Linked DNA regions of Sus scrofa: region 2 is linked to region 1. Evidence: chromatin contacts called from public HiChIP or PLAC-seq data. All regions are on one chromosome and are shown on one strand. The core of a region is the stretch at or near the end of the contact, and the rest is flanking DNA. Distances in the headings are between cores, read along the strand shown.

The links. HiChIP or PLAC-seq counts read pairs in DNA pulled down with a chosen protein or histone mark.
Region 2: a contact with region 1 is called in an H3K27ac HiChIP or PLAC-seq map of alveolar macrophages. The contact joins the enhancer-like site here to the promoter of MED20 in region 1. A contact is called at or near these places in 2 of 5 promoter capture datasets (fetal liver and fetal skeletal muscle), 20 of 47 Hi-C or Micro-C datasets (adipose tissue, alveolar macrophages, blood and 10 more) and 2 of 2 datasets of contacts at active chromatin or transcription factors (alveolar macrophages and skeletal muscle).

What each region holds. Positions count from the first base shown.
Region 1 is chr7:37,072,812-37,075,436 of Sscrofa11.1, forward strand. It overlaps MED20 (mediator complex subunit 20), which reads right to left and starts at 1,339. Exons shown (of 4, transcript NM_001206352.1): 1 at 1,196-1,339. The coding sequence starts at 1,209. It overlaps BYSL (bystin like), which reads left to right and starts at 1,706. Exons shown (of 7, transcript NM_001130731.1): 1 at 1,706-1,998. The coding sequence starts at 1,731.
Region 2 is chr7:37,163,432-37,166,056 of Sscrofa11.1, forward strand. It overlaps a transcript of CCND3 not described here. Among named protein-coding and RNA genes, the nearest start is that of TAF8, 18 kb to the right of the region's middle. Within about 2 kb of position 1,335, at least 34 of the 83 cell types and tissues checked have an H3K27ac peak or open chromatin away from gene starts, as enhancers often do. A contact at or near this core is called in adipose tissue, alveolar macrophages, fetal liver and 6 more, where this site is marked.

The DNA of each region.
Region 1 (2,625 bases), core at 89-2,588:
TAGCCTGGGAACTTCCATGTGACACAGGAACGGCCCTAAAAAGAAAAAAAGAAGAAGAAAAAAAAAAAGCTGTAGGAACAGCCCTAAAAAGAAAAAAAGAAAAAAGAAAACAAAAACAAAAACAAAAACAACAACAGGGGCCTCACAGCAGAAACTGACACAATGTTGTAAATCAACTATATTTTAATTTAAAAAAGAAAAGAAAAAAACAACAGGGGCTTCCAGGATTCCATGCCTCTGCGGAGGAAACTTTTCATCTCCATTCTTCACATCCTCCTTACACTAAAAGACTTCCAAAGAGGCTCATGATGTCAACTGCAGGAAGCAAATGTGCAGTCACTGACAAGTGTGCAAGACTTGGGTGACTGGGAGGAAGAATTCCCACAGGCTCTTTTCTTATATGAAGACTCTATAGCCACTGACTCCTGATACCCTGGCCTCTAGCCCTCTCTGATTGGAAAGATGCTCCAGATACCTTTTTTTTTTTTTTTCTTTTAAGCCCTGAAATCTAGCATTTTGGAACTAATGCCTCCAAGAGCATGAGGCCCATATTTCCCTGCACTCTGACTCATAACACGTTACAGATATTAAGTCCACAGAAACTAAACCAAGCATGTAATTAAACATAGTAGGAAACAGGTTCTGAGGAGGTGATGTGCCTAACATCCCAATCTCCTAACTCCCAATAGCTTCTTTTTTTCCCCCTCTAGACCCGAGATCTTAAAATGGCCAAATTAGAACTAGACACAGGCTGGTCTAACTGCATTTAGTGGCCATAGGGAAGGGCAAAAACCTAAAAAAGATACTGCCTTCAATGTTGTCTATCTCCCTCCCCACAACCCATCCAACCTTGACTGCAGATGGGTCCTAAACCCGACATACTATTTCCGACCCCAGGCAGTACTGTGGGATGACGAGCAGGAAGAATATACCAAGAAAAACGGAAGGAGGTACGCGACCACTGGTGGATTCTTAAGATAAAAATTTTTAACCTGCCACCTTTGAGAAAGAAGGGGCGCATCTCCGAGGAAAAAGGCCCGCAGATTTCGCAGCCCTCACAGTGGTCCCCTCACCCACACAACTCGAGGGCATCTCTCTCAGACCCTGATCCCGATCCTCCTCTCGGGGACACTGGAGGCTCCACCGGCCCTTCACCACCCCAAGCTTCGCCCCACGAAATCCCTTGAAGTCCTACCAAGTCACTCCCATGATGTTAGGCCAGGAAGATGACAGTACTGAACAGCTGATACGCAGTGCTCTGCTGCAGCCCACGCGAGGTGAAACCACCGACCTAACGAAAGCTTCGGTAGTAGGAGGTGCTCCGGAAATAACGTAAAAAGTGCGAGTCCCTTCGGCGGCCACGAGGAACGGGGCGTACAGGCGCCTCCAGTGACGTCACTGCAGGGCTCCGCCCCCTAGGCTTGCAGCTCGGGGACTTCCTATTCGACAAATCACCCCGGGCCTAGATTCATGAAGCTAAGAAAGCGTGGCTTGGACTGCCACTGCTTAGAGAAGGCGATGTTAATTGCAATGAGTTTATTCGGGAGTCCAGCTCCAGGACTCAGGAGCTCTATCAGGGGGTGGGGCGGGGATGGTGGCAGGTCCGGCCTCCGAACACCAGGGGGCGCTGTAATCACCGTCTGGCCTCTGGGGAGTTCCCTGCGCCGGCGCACTCAGAGCTTTTCCTCTGTCCCCACATGTGAAACTTCCCGGCGAGGTTTTCTAGCGAAATGCCCAAACTCAAGGCCGCCCGCGGGGCCGAGGGTCAGGAAAAGCATGCGCCCCTGGCCGACCAAATCCTGGCTGGGAATGCGGTGCGGGCGGGGACCCGGGAAAAGCGGCGGGGTCGCGGAACCGGAGAAGAGGAGGAGGAGTACGTGGGGCCTCGGCTGACCCGACGGATTTTGCAACAAGCGCGGCAGCAGCAAGAGGAGCTCGAGGCTGAGCATGGGACCGGGGACAGGCCGGCGGCACCTCAAGATCGCACCACGCGGCTGGGTGAGTAGCGAGAGTGGGTGCGAGAAAGAGGATGGGTAGTTGGTAGTGGTAGGCTGAAAAGTGTCCGGCAGGATAATAGTTTGGAATTAAAAAAAAAAAAAAAAACCCAGGGGGGCGTATTACACTCTAGCAAAGGTAATGGAATGGGAGACCCAGCCCTGGCCGGATTTAGGGTGGCTGGAGACCTTCACCTAAAAGTTGAGAGTTAAGTTTTATTTGGAGCAAAATTAGGACCTAGGCCCGGGAGACAGAATCTCAGGTAGCACGGAGGAAACCGGTGCGAGGAGGGGAGCTAGGATATGAGGCAGGTAGTGTTGCCAAAACTCTGTCTCTGTCCTCCGATGCCCAGTTGAAGCACAGAGACAGGGTTTTGGGTGAAGAAGAAAAAGATATCTCTATTGCTCTGCCAAAGGAGGGCCAGAGCAGGTTAGTGCCCTAAAGACTATGGTCCCCTTGAGAGAGATTAGGAGATGGTTTTACAGTGTAAGAGTGGAAAATAGAGCCGCAGTTAAGGACCAGGGTCGAGGCAAACTTGCACGGTTTCTCACGCTCCTGTTTAGTGGCCCCAGGACTGGTTCTGGTGGTCCTCCTTTTTTCCACTGAAGAATGCTTCATACTTCATCAAGT
Region 2 (2,625 bases), core at 85-2,584, 91 kb after region 1:
TGGCTGGGTCACAGACCCAGGGGAGGGGCAGTGCTGTCTTCAACATCTAAGGGCACAGACCGGCCACAGTCTGGGAGGAGTGGGGGTCCCCATTCCTGTCCAGTGATCCAATCGCCCACCCAGACCTGCATGCAAGAAATTTCCATCCTGTTCAGGCTCCTGATTCGGGGTCTCCGTTACAGCAGCCAAACCTCTCCCTGCGCCTTTTTTTTTTTTTTTCAGGGCTGCACCCTTGGCATACGGAAGTTCACAGGCTAGAGGTCCAACCAGAGCTGCAGCTGCCAGACTGCACCACAGCTACGGCAACGCCGGATCTCAGCCTCGACGGCGACCCACACTGCAGTTCACGGTAACACTGGATACTTAACCCACTGAGCAGGGCCAGGGATTAAACCCGAGTTCTCATGGATACCAGTCGGGTTCGTAACCTGCTGAGCCACAACGGGAACTCTCTCCTGATGCCTCCTGCCTCCCGTTCCTGGTGCAATGTGTGAGAGGGACCTTCCTCCTTGTCCAAGTGCTCATCCTTGCAGCAACCTGTCACCTCACTCCATCAGGTCCGCTCTCCCAAGGGTCAGAGAGAGCCTTCTAGGAATGCTGCCCCAGCTACCGCACAGGAGGGGAACATCTCCTCCACAAAATACAACCGATTCTTCCTTCGAGTCAACCATTTCCCAAACCACCTCCTTTGTGAGAAGAGGCTCTTCCACGCTCAGGGACACACTGCACCCAGTCAGGCCAACGCCATCCTGTGGGGAAGGCAGTCAGGAGGCGCCAAAAACACAGGGGCTTCAGATCTGCATCCACGTCTCCTCTGGGCTACTTCACAGCTGTGTTACCCCTAGACCAACCTCTTAGCCTCTCTGAGCCTCTGTTTCTTCCTTTGGAAAATGTGGACGATAATGATGCACATGTGTTTGTGGAGAGAATTCAGGCTGATAAAGCTATGCAGTGGCTAGCAGTGTGCCTGGCACACAGCGGGTGCTCATTACAACGGATGTAGACGTGGGGATACTGAGGACTTGGTGGGAGGGTGCAGGGTGGCCGGAAAAGGGGTGAAGGAGAGAAGTGAGGAGAAGCAACCACGGCCGTAAAGAGGAAGAGAGAGGCAGAGCTGGAGGTGATATGAGGAGGGGGAGGGTTCCCCGATGCCCACACCGGGCGAGAGGGCGGAGGGCACAGCTGCGGTGTCTATCAGCTGCCTCCAGCTCACACAGCCCCTGGGTGCATCTCACACGGTCTCCACCCAGCGCTTCTGTCTGGGTTGGCCGCCCTCACCACCACTGCCATTGTTGCTGCACTGTCAGCTGCTGTTTCTTGCCTCATCTTCCTTCCTGCCCCTGATAGGCCAGAAGAAGGGGACAGGAAGCAGCTGCCTTGCCCAGCAACCACCCTACCCCTGTGGGCTGGAGCGGCCCGGGGTGGTTAAGAGCCCAGGCTCTGTAGACAGGCTGGGTTCTGTCCCCCGCTCTAGCCCTTAAGAGCTGGTGACCTCAGCAAGTTATGCGGCTTGTCTAATCCTTCAATTTCCTCGTCTGCACAACAGGGATAATAGGGCTGCTGAGAGGAAGGAATGAGATCATGCGTGGTGAGCGCCTAGCACAGGGTCTGGCGTTCCAGCAAGCATTCGATGAATGCTGGTGACCCTCGGGGCTGGCCTTACGGGCAGGTGACCTGGGCAGGCCCACAGAGCTCTGTGCTCAGAAGGGTTCCACCTTTGGTTTAATGCTCTGTTGCCACCACCTTGAAATTTTTTTTTTTCTTTTTTGGCCACCCTGGGGCATATGGAGCTCCTGGGCCAGGGATCAGAGCCGAGCTACAGTTGCAACCTAAGCTGAAGTTGCGGCAACGCCAGATCCTTAACCCACTGTGCTGGGTGGGGGATCGAACCTGTGCCCCAGTGCTCTCAAGAAACCACAGCAGGAACTCCCATCTTGAAATTCTTTATATGTTAATTTTTTTGTATGTGTGTACACACACACACACACACACACACACACACAGATCTTTTTAGTGCCACACCTGCAGCATATGGAGGTTCCCAGGCTAGGGGTGGAATTGGAGCTACAGCTGCTGGCCTACACCACAGTCACAGCAACACCAGATCCTAGCTGCGTCTGCGACCTACACCACAGCTCATGGCAACACCAGATCCTTAACCACTGAGCAAAGCCAGGGATCGAACCCACAATCTCATGGTTACTAGTCAGATACGTTTCCACTGCGCCACAACAGGAACTCCCAGAAATTCTTAATAATTTTTGAACAAAGCACTCTGCCAATTACGTAGTCAGTCCTGGCTATTGCTAGCATACAAGCGTTGAGTCTGCTGGCTGGGGGTGCCTGGGCCAGGGCGGCGTTGCCCAACAATCTGCTAGAGATGAGAGGGCCTTCAGGACCTCAAGAGAGCCATTTAAGTACAGTGATGTGGGACCCTGCCAGGTTGCCTGCTGGTAGGGACTAAGACGGTGGTGAGACCCCCATATACACTCTCCCTGGGCACTGGAGTGGGTAGGGGTGCCCTCCTCTCTTCAGCCAGGCCAACGGGCAGCCTTGGGAGCTGCCTGCCACTACCTTCTTCTTTTAACCCTTCTCCCACCAAGTGCAAAGGGGCAGACAAGTGTC